Linked DNA regions of Zea mays: region 2 is linked to region 1. A link is a contact called in public Hi-C data. All regions are on one chromosome and are shown on one strand. Each heading gives the region's core, a stretch centred on a gene start, on an enhancer-like site or on the middle of the called end of the contact. The rest is flanking DNA. Distances are from core to core; before and after follow the strand shown. Region 1 overlaps LOC100191715 (chlorophyll a-b binding protein). Region 2 holds the start of LOC100283329 (succinyl-CoA ligase alpha-chain 2).

Region 1 (5,172 bases), core at 927-3,426:
ATATGGCTCATATGTTTGATCGTTTCTTTCCGGCCTTCTAGGTGGGGCCGGAAAGCTTTCCTGGGCTCTGGATCCTGAATTAATGGGCTGGTGCATTGCATAATGTGATGGGAAGTGTTGTTGGGACGGGCGAGGATTCAGGTAATAATCCCCCTCAAAAGACTCATGCGCGGACTGTCCGGATACGTACCCGGACCGTCCGTGATTATATGCGGACCGTCCGTCGTTGTATGCGGACCGTCCGACTGGATAGTTTAAATTCGGTGCCCTATGTGGTGGCTCGAGTGCGTGTCTAGGTAACTCATTAAAAATGGGCCCGGACGGTCCGCGCTCGCGAGCAGACGGTCCGGACATGTGTAGATCGCCTGGTTTACTGCCGATTTGCGTTTGCTTAGGGTACGTGTCCATCGGCATCCCATAAGGGGGTTGTGACTGGTCGTGACAACCTTTAACCGATGTATTACGTGTATTATCTCCTAATTCAGCCTCGTGTGAAGGAAAATTTGCTATACTAGATTTATCAAATGCACGTACTAGTCTCCTACAATCGTTTTGCATAACCCCTATGATATTTTGCATCTGTTCTCGCTGTTCGTCTATGTAAGCTTTAAGAGATTGGAGTTTGTTGGTGCTACTTACATTTGGGGTAATTGTAGTAGGTCGGAGCGAAGCCAGATCTGTCACCCGTTGCCGAACGACTTTGTTGTTCCTGTCCACTTTGAAGTCAGCCAGGAACTTCGCCTTTGCTTCTTGGATCAGCTGCTCCTGGCGCTCCTCGAACAGGAGCTGTTCTTCAGCCGGCAAGGCTTCCCATGTCGGTGTGATGATATTGCTGGTGGAAACCTCAGAGCTATCTTTTGAACCGGCCATTTAGGGCCGATTTGATAGATCTATATGTGTTGTCCCCAGCGGAGTCGCCAAAAAGTATGTTGACGCCTTTTCGGAGCGCCAAATACTCAAGAAGAACCGGCGGTGGTGCTCTCTGGTCAGGCGCGGACGGTCCGCGGCCTGGGGCCGGACGGTCCGCGACCTGGCGCAGGGGCTAGGTTTTCCTGCCTGACGTCCGGACGGTCCGCGCCCTGGGGCCGGACGGTCCGCGCGTGCGCAGGGGCGGCGGAAGATCGCCGGCGGCGCCTGGATCTCGCTCCCGGGAGGGACCCCGTCGGGGAGGAGAGATCCTAGGAGTTGTCTAGGCTCGGGCCGGCCGACCTAGACTCCTCTAATCGACGTAGAGTCGAGGAGAGGCGGAGAATTTGGGGATCGAGAGGCTAAACTAGAACTAGACTAGAACTACTCCTAATTGTACTAGAAATAAATGCGAATAGAAGTTGTATTGATTCGATTGTTGATTACAAATCGGCCGTATACCTCTCTATTTATAGAGGAGGGGGGGCTGGACCCTTTACAAACTAATTTCCGAGCTTATCCCGCGATTTTAGCTAACAACCGTAGCACAAAACTCGGAACCCTAATCTGCTCTGCGCCCGCGCGGACCGTCCGGCCCACAGGCGCGGACCGTCCGGACCGCGGACCGTCCGGCCTCAGGGCCGGACCGTCCGCGTGCTCAATTTGGTGTTCAACGGTAGTCCTTGCCGAAGGCTAACAATTATTCATCTGTGTGCTTATGAAAGGTACCCTGGTGGCCTCTGGTTTGACCCGCTCGGCTGGGGCAGCGGCTCGCCGGAGAAGATCAAGGAGCTGCGCACCAAGGAGATCAAGAACGGACGCCTCGCCATGCTCGCCGTCATGGGCGCCTGGTTCCAGGCCGAGTACACCGGCACCGGCCCCATCGACAACCTCTTCGCCCACCTCGCCGACCCTGGCCACGCCACCATCTTCCAGGTCAACTGAATCAACCCGCATTGCATATGAATGCGCCACATTTTTTTTTGCATGATTTGGTTGCTGATTTGAGAATCTTTTATGTTCTTGATCAGGCCTTCACCCCCAAATGAGGAGTTGAACTTATTATTAGCATTTTGAGGAGTGCTACCACACATGCATCGTCAGGTTGATGGCCGATATATATGAAACTTCACATTTTTTTTGGTGGGGAAGGACTGCTGAGTAGACTGTCAATGATGGAATGCTCGTGGTGCGAGTGCGATGCATGGTGTACTTGTACTATGTTGTAACCAGTGTAAAAAGGGGATACTCGTTAGATGTTATGCCATGTTCTCTGAATCAACGGCTTGATGATTTGTGCAACGCTTACAATCGTTTTGGGTGATAAAGGGCAGTCCTAGGCTCCCAGCCTGAAAATCATTTAGCGCAAAATCATTTAGGGGTTGTTCGTTTATGCCAATCCATAGACCTTGTTCAGTTATCTCAGGATTTCGAAAGGGTTTTGACTAGGGAGTGATTTAATCCCTTTAATCCAGACGTAACCGAACAAGCCTAGAAGTGGATTTAAGGAGATTAAATACTCTTCTAGTCAAAAATGACTAGAAGGTGATTTAATCCCCTTTTGGATTGGCGTAACCGAACAAGCTCTTACTGAAAGCATCTAGGCTCCTAGTTGATTTTTTGATTAATGATAACGTAAGATTATTTTTGACGTGTGTTTTGCAGAGCAAATAGTAAGTTAGATCACAATGCAGCAAAATAGTAAGTTAGATCACAATGCAGTAAGTTACGCTACAACCGGTCAAAACAATCCCTTAGATGAGAACTTGAAGCTAGGCTCCTAGTTGATTTTTTGATTAATGATAACGTAAGATTATTTTTGACGTGTGTTTTGCAGAGCAAATAGTAAGTTAGATCACAATGCAGCAAAATAGTAAGTTAGATCACAATGCAGTAAGTTACGCTACAACCGGTCAAAACAATCCCTTAGATGAGAACTTGAAGCGACGACTGAAAAACACGAGTCAAGATGAAGGTCTTCATATCCTAAGGGTCGAAGGAGTTGTGGGACACTTGGTATAGAGTTAGAACTTTTAATTTTATTTTAGCCATACTATAAAGAGGAGTTGTGGATGAGTAGTTTGACCAAGAGATAACTAGTGTAGTGTCGGTGCATGTTCACACTCAAAACTAGTGCTATGTGTCACTCATAACCTCACTCACAAGTTAGAATCAAAATCAGTTTAGAAAAACCCTAGATTAGAAACAAGTGCAGCTGCTCTAAGGGTACCAGACTATCCAGTGTGCACCGAACAGTACGGTGGTCCCCTCGACAGCTGGCTAGAGAGCGCCCAAGAGCAAGCACTTGGCGCTAGCCGAATTTTTGACAGACACCCGACTGTCCGGTGTGCATCGGACAGTCTCTATGCATTGTCTGGTGCTCCTCGGTGTAATGACTAACTGTTAGGACTAGCCGTTGGGAGAGCAGCATTGGCGCACTGGTGGCGCACCGAACTGTCCGGTACGCCCATAAGCAGAAAGGCCAGAAATGGCTAGTTTGGGGTGGTTGGGTATTTATATCCCCTCCACTAGTCGTATTTATTGCCTTGCTGCCCCAACTAACTTGAATTCATTGCTAGAGCATTGCAAGTCCACAAAACCTAGTGAGGCGATTAGCAAAATCATAATCTCATGTTAGTAACTCATTAGAGCCCATGAGAGCCACATAGAGCACACACTACATGCATTAAGCTTCTCTTGGTCAAGTGAAAGTCTATAGCTTATTACTCTTGTGATCGGCATCACCTAGATGGGTTAGTGGCGATTGGAGCTCAGTGATCACCCCAGAGGATTTGTTGGTGACTTGACTCGGTGATTATACGCGGTCGTGAGAGATCCACCGCGCCGGAGAGGCAAAGGATCATCTCATAGTGAGCACTTAGTTCTTCCGAGGACAATGGGGAGCGATACCCTTGCACGGGTGCTCCAACGAGGACTAGTGGAGAGTGACGACTCCTAGGAAAAAATGGACTTTTCTCGTCCCTATTTTACTTTCCACATTTACTTTGAGCAATTTACATTGTGTATTTGCTTAGCTAGTATTTGCCATAATGACTTAGGGTTGCTTACCATTTCATAGCTTTTATATGCTAGCTATTAGATTGGGTGAAGCTGGACTCTTGTTTAGGGTTTAATCTTTCGCTAGAATTTTAGAGAAGCCCAATTCACCCCCTCCCCCCCTCTTGGGCATTGTGATCCTTTCAATTGGTATTAGAGTCGTGTTGCTCCTAGTTTAGCTTAACCGATAGAGTAACGATGTCCAGTGGGGATGGATGAAAGTGCATCTAGCCCTTTTATGGGTTTTGGTGATTTGGATAACAACACTCTTAAAGGACTAATCAATTTGCTAAGTGTTGATAAAAAAGTATAAAAATCTATCATGATTGAAAACAATTAAGAGACGGATTGATATGAAAATGTCTCATATACATGGATTTTTCATGATAGAAGTATGCATAAAGGATCAACATCAAACAATGATAATTAGACATCAACAGATTCAATGTACACTCAAGACGCATGGCTTAAGGAAAGCTTGATCAAATGGAGAAGCAAGTTATTGCATTTAGTCAAGGGACAAATCAAGCTAAATAGAAGTCATATAAGAATGAGTGGTCATATAAAGCCTGAACCAGTATAACCCTAGTGTCTTAGTTCCTTGCTCGGATTCCCATGATCCACCATTCGGATTGAGTCCACGCTTGCATCCCCCACCGAACACAAATCTATTACCTCCCCTAGTTTCCGAAACCATGACATCTCATATGCCTACCTTTGTGTTGTGAACCCAAAACTCCTTGTATTCTCTCGTGTGTGTTTATATTTTAGCTCACATTTCATATGCTTATGATTATATGACTAATATGTGCTCACCTCTTCTTTCATTTTTAGTGTGACTGTGTGCTCGCTTGCGTGACTCTTCCCTTGCTTGGTATTTTCTTGAGAGACATGCCCAGGTAGCTAGATCTTCCCTTCTCCACTCTCATCTACTGCTTTGCTACTCTCGCTCATCTACTCTCCCTCTCGTGCATTGTGTTAATGTTTAGTGGGTAGTTCCAACAGTTAGGATGGTGAGGACCAAGAATGTCACCCCAGTAAGAGGGGGCGATGATCAGGACCCCCCTAGCCCATTCAGACGGGACAAGGGCAAGGAGGTCTACCCTGAGCAGCAGGGAGGAGAAAAGAAGAGAAAATTGGACGGAGCCATTAGAGCAGCAGTAGCTGAGAGAGCAGAGCAGGGAGGACATATGAGAATTGGTTTAGATC
Region 2 (5,172 bases), core at 1,136-3,635, 78 kb after region 1:
ATTTGAATCCCTGAATTTGTTAGTCCTAAAAGATGTGAATACACACATTCTGCTTATGGCACTGCTTATGACTTATCTAAATACAGTGTGGTTACTTGTCTGATCTATAGTGCGTTTTGATTTCCTAGAATGATTTATCCCATATGTTGTTATTCCAGTGTTGCTATGATGGTGTTTTGCTCTTCCCTGATAGTGTGTATATATCATTTTTCTTAATCTACAAGAGTATGACGATGTTTGGTTACAAGGCTGTATGAATGGTCGAATGGAGCTGTTGATTTATGATAAAAACTACTATTTCAGTTCAAGGAGCTAGCTCAGGCTTATGAGGTCCCCAGCGACCCTGAAAAGCGAGAGATCTATGATCAGTATGGGGAGGATGCCCTCAAGGAGGGAATGGGAGGCGGTGGTGGGATGCATGATCCCTTCGACTTATTCCAGTCATTCTTTGGTGGTGGAAGCCCTTTTGGAGGTATGTTACAAAACAAAAAAAACTGATGCAATGCCATTTGATCAAGAATTGCCTACATAGTGGCTCACCCTGTTTGTACTTGTGCAAAGGTGGCAGCAGTAGGGGCAGAACGCAACGATGGGGAGATGATGTGGTTCATCCTCTGAAGGTTTCTCTAGAGGATTTGTACAATGGCACATCAAAGAAGCTCTCTCTGTCCCACAATGTCCTCTCCTCCAAGTGCAATGGGTAGGTCATCTGAATCCACAACACAAGGATGCCAAAAACTCAATTACAGTATGCTTTCTATATTAGATTCTTAGGATCTCATTGTGTGCTTGTAATCGTGCAGTAAGGGTTCCAAGTCTGGAGCTTCGTCGAGGTGTGCTGGTTGTCAATGTTCTGGCTTCAAGGTCCAAATCCGGCAGTTGGGACCTGGAATGATTCAGCAAATGCAACATCCTTGCAATGAGTGCAAGGGTTCTAGAGAGACCATCAGCGATAAAGATAGATGCCCACAATGCAAAGGTGATAAAGTTGTGCCGGAGAAGAAAGTTTTTGAAGTGGTAGTTGAGAAAGGTATGCAGAACGGGCATAAGATCACATTCCTTGGCGAAGCTGATGAAGCAGTAATGACTCCTTAGTCCTCAGTTCTAAAGTTATTCCTCTGGCACAAACTAAACTTCTGTTCTAACTAATGTGTGCAACCTTGGGTTCTAACTATCTTGTGCTCGTGTGCAGCCTGATACTGCCACTAGAGATATCATCTTTGTTCTCCAGTAGAAGGAGCATCCCAAGTTCAAGAGAAAGGGCGATGACCTCTTCTACGAGCACACACTGACCTTGACTGAATCTCTGTGTGGCTTCCAGTTTGTTCTGACTCACTTGGATAACAGGCAACTGCTGATCAAATCGAACCCTGGCGAAGTTGTGAAGCCTAGTGGGTGATTTTGACGTATGATTATGATTCCGCCTTCGTGATTTGGCCAATGCTCATTGATTACTTTAAATTTGTGCAGATTCTTTCAAGGCAATCAACGATGAAGGCATGCCCATGTATCAGAGGCCCTTCATGAAGGGCAAGCTATACATCCACTTCTCGGTGGAGTTCTCGGACTTGTTGAGCTCGGAGCAGTGCAAGGCCCTGGAGGTTGTTCTCCCGCCCAAGCCAGTATCACAGTACACTGACATGGAGCTGGACGAGTGTGAGGATACGATGCCCTACGACGTGAACATCGAAGAGGAGATGCGGAGGCGGCAGCAGCAGCACCAGGAGGCCTACGACGAGGATGATGATGTGCCAGGTGGTGGGCAGAGGGTGCAGTGCGCCCAGCAGTAGGCAGCTTGCGGCAAATTTGTTGTTTCGCTTTGGGCGACTATTGAGTTTACTCGCTTGTATTGGTCTTATGATACTTCGGTTACAAGAGTGCAGTATTACTAAGGATTAGTTCCTATATAATGGCACATTGGCACTAACAGTGTTATGCATTTTAATGCACCCGTAGCAACGCACGGGCATAGACCTAGTTATAGATAAGTCTCAAGTGTTCAAACTAAACGAATCCCAAGTGCTAACACGAGAGAAACACAAAAGCATGACATTTTTTACTTGTTTATCTTTGGGCATGTTATCTGTTGTGTTGGATAGCTCTCGAAACAAGTTTTTCGAAAAAACCAAGATCACTAGAAACAAAGTTCAAAGTAAAAAAGTTAAGTATTTTATGAGGTAATATGTGTTACACTGTTACGACAATGCTGCTTGAGGCTCGGCAGTGTCGTGTGATAAGCGACATCCATGTTACAAGCTGCCATTTTTTTTAATAAAATCTTTAGTTGACAATTGTTTTAACTAAATAATTTTAGTTTTTTAACAATTAGCGACTCCAACTAGAATCAAAATTTTCAAGAGGGGTCATAAGCAAACTTTCAAGCTCAACTTTCCCTGCAAGAATGGATCGCGAGACCCAAGTAGAGTAGACCAAAGACAAAGGAAAGCGAGGGCCACCATCCCCCAAACCCGTGAGAAATCGAATCGAGAAGGGAAGAGCACGCGCCGTCGCCAGCACCGCGTCCGCCATGGCCGCCTCCTCCCCCCGCGCGTTGCAATCGCTGGGGTCCGCCGCCTCCCGCTTCCTCCACGCGCGGGGCTTCGCCGCGGCGGCCGCCGCGGCGCCCTCGCCGGCGGTCTTCGTCGACAAGAGCACCCGCGTGATCTGTCAGGGCATCACGGGGAAGAACGGCACCTTCCACACCGAGCAGGCCATCGAGTACGGCACCAACATGGTATGCCCCCGCCGCGGCCCCCCTCGTCTGTCTCCCTTTGATGTGCCCCTCAATGGCTCGATCCGTGTGCTCCGTTCCATGCCGAGCTATTCTAGGATTTGGCAGAGCTCGTGCTGCGCGGTCCCCTGGGTGCTCGGTCGCCGATCTCCATTTCCTCGGGTCTTACTCTTTCGTTTGGCTACCTTACATTCCGATCGAGAGCGAAACTAACGGTGTTACCCTTAACGGATGCTGTTGGAGTAAAAGACGTTTGCAACTATAGCTGCTCATTTTGTACGAGGTCTGAAACCTTAGTTCAAGCTGCAAAAAATCAGGGTCCATTATCATTTGTTGATTTGATTGCTAATTGATGTCACTAACATGCTCTAGTAATTTTGGCGCTTTTCACCATGCGATCTACTGAGTCAGCATTTGTCTGTCAGACAGGATGCACAAGCATTTCTTAGGAAGCATAAGTTCATTATGGTTTGAGAAAAATGTTCCTCACAGGAAATGAGGAAACCTGATTTGAACCAAGGTGCTTGAGATTATGAGAATCATACCCATCATCGATGCTTTGAAGGCAAAGGGGTTCGATGCTCACGTGTGTATTTTAAATCTGGGACATCCATCTCGTGTCCAACAACAACACCAATTTTATAATAAAAAAAACCTTCCCCTCTCTCCCCTGGTGGGAGGGGTTCTTTGTAAAATTAGTTAATGCCATTGGATACGAAATGGATGTTCTAGATTTAAAATATGCATATGAGCACCGTACACCTTTGAGTATGTTCCCTGCTTTGAAACTTTTTAAGCTCTTCTAAGCACAACCTAACAAAAAAAGAGAATCATGTATGATTTATGAAGATGTAATTATTCTTCATTATTGACAATTTGTTTCCGTCTGATCTGTTTGATGAAAATGGTCTGCAGTCCTCAGACAACCAAATATTGTGATAATAGGAAGAAGGAATTGAGGCACTAAGAATGTTGAAGTCTGGTTTTTAGCAAGATGGTTCCATGGACCTGTCAACTGGCATTTTTACATTTATGCTGATGATCACTAGAATCATATAATTAACGTGGCACACTGTTTCTGACAATGGAATTGACCCAGATGCTACCTTTTTATACCATGTGGTATTAATACTAATATATTATGAATACAACTGAAAGTGGATATTTGAACAATGATTTCTATGTTTCAACAGTATTTCAGTTAATAGATATAGCTTATAAATATATTATTGTTATTTTTTATGTTTTTCCTGTAGCTTGTGTCTCTCATTTTATATTAAGCTTCTTTTTTGTTGTAACAGGTTGGTGGAGTGACTCCTAAGAAAGGTGGAACTGAACATTTAGGGCTCCCAGTGTTTAACTCTGTAGCAGAAGCTAAGGCTGAAACAAAAGCCAATGCAACTGTTATATATGTTCCACCACCATTTGCCGCCGCTGCTATAATGGAGGCAATGGAGGCTGAGCTCGACCTTGCCGTCTGCATTACAGAAGGAATACCTCAGCATGACATGGTAATTTTTTAACCATTTCTGTACTTTGTTAGTCATCTGATCCTGGGAATCTGCTCACTGTCATATCATCTTTGGTTTGGAAATCACTGCACATGTAAATTACAAATTCATTTATTTTTGGCAAAAGGACAAGAAAGTAGTGTGAATGTGTGGTCAACGCTTATCTCAGTTTATCTTAGACGGACATGTAGTAGGCTATTATTCTCTTTTGTGCAGGATGGGACTCAAATATTGGTAAATAGATGTATGTGATCCAAATAGACACAGATTTTACTATCATGGTCCATCGAGCAGTTTGCTTGCTGACATTCTTTTTGTGGTATTTTTTCTGCATATTGCTTTTGGCTCATGTCATAAATCAGTTAGTTATATTTTGCTTTGTTGACGGAACTCCATGAGGTGACATTATAATGTTTCATTTGCAAATTTAGGTGAAAGTGAAGGCTGCACTAAACAGCCAGTCTAAAACTCGATTGATTGGGCCAAATTGCCCTGGTATCATTAAGCCTGGTGAGTGTAAAATTGGAATCATGCCAGGTTACATCCACAAGCCTGGGCGTATTGGGATCGTATCTCGTTCTGGTACTTTGACATATGAAGCGGTATGTCTGTTATTATTATTATTTTGTATGTGCAAACCTAATCAGGTAATTGTTTGGTTAATGCAATGTTTGATTTTTGTTGACAGGTGTTTCAAACAACAGCTGTAGGATTGGGTCAGTCAACTTGTGTAGGCATTGGTGGTGACCCGTTCAACGGCACAAATTTTGTTGATTGCCTTGAAAAGTTCGTCAACGACCCTCAGACAGAAGGTACATCTTTTGAGATTAGGGCCTTATGTTTTAAGCAAAAGCCTTCCTTTTTAATTCTATTATGAAATATATCTTCTCGGATCCTATACTCTTTTATATCAACAACAACAAAGCCTTT

Evidence for each region. A called contact is a pair of places that touch in the nucleus more often than the background predicts.
Region 2: a contact with region 1 is called in a Hi-C map of leaf, with 5 times the contacts expected there. The contact joins the promoter of LOC100283329 here to the enhancer-like site in region 1. A contact is called at or near these places in 3 of 25 Hi-C or Micro-C datasets (leaf and tassel).

The regions. Positions count from the first base shown.
Region 1 is chr2:213,808,310-213,813,481 of Zm-B73-REFERENCE-NAM-5.0, forward strand. It overlaps LOC100191715 (chlorophyll a-b binding protein), which reads left to right. Exons shown (of 5, transcript NM_001137144.2): 4 at 1,632-1,842; 5 at 1,938-2,206. The coding sequence ends at 1,955. Among protein-coding and RNA genes, the nearest start is that of LOC100191715, 7.1 kb to the left of the region's middle. Within about 2 kb of position 2,177, at least 6 of the 20 cell types and tissues checked have an H3K27ac peak or open chromatin away from gene starts, as enhancers often do. A contact at or near this core is called in leaf, where this site is marked.
Region 2 is chr2:213,885,956-213,891,127 of Zm-B73-REFERENCE-NAM-5.0, forward strand. It overlaps LOC100283329 (succinyl-CoA ligase alpha-chain 2), which reads left to right and starts at 2,386. Exons shown (of 7, transcript NM_001156230.2): 1 at 2,386-2,734; 2 at 4,033-4,242; 3 at 4,674-4,844; 4 at 4,931-5,054. The coding sequence starts at 2,528. It also overlaps the pseudogene LOC103649271.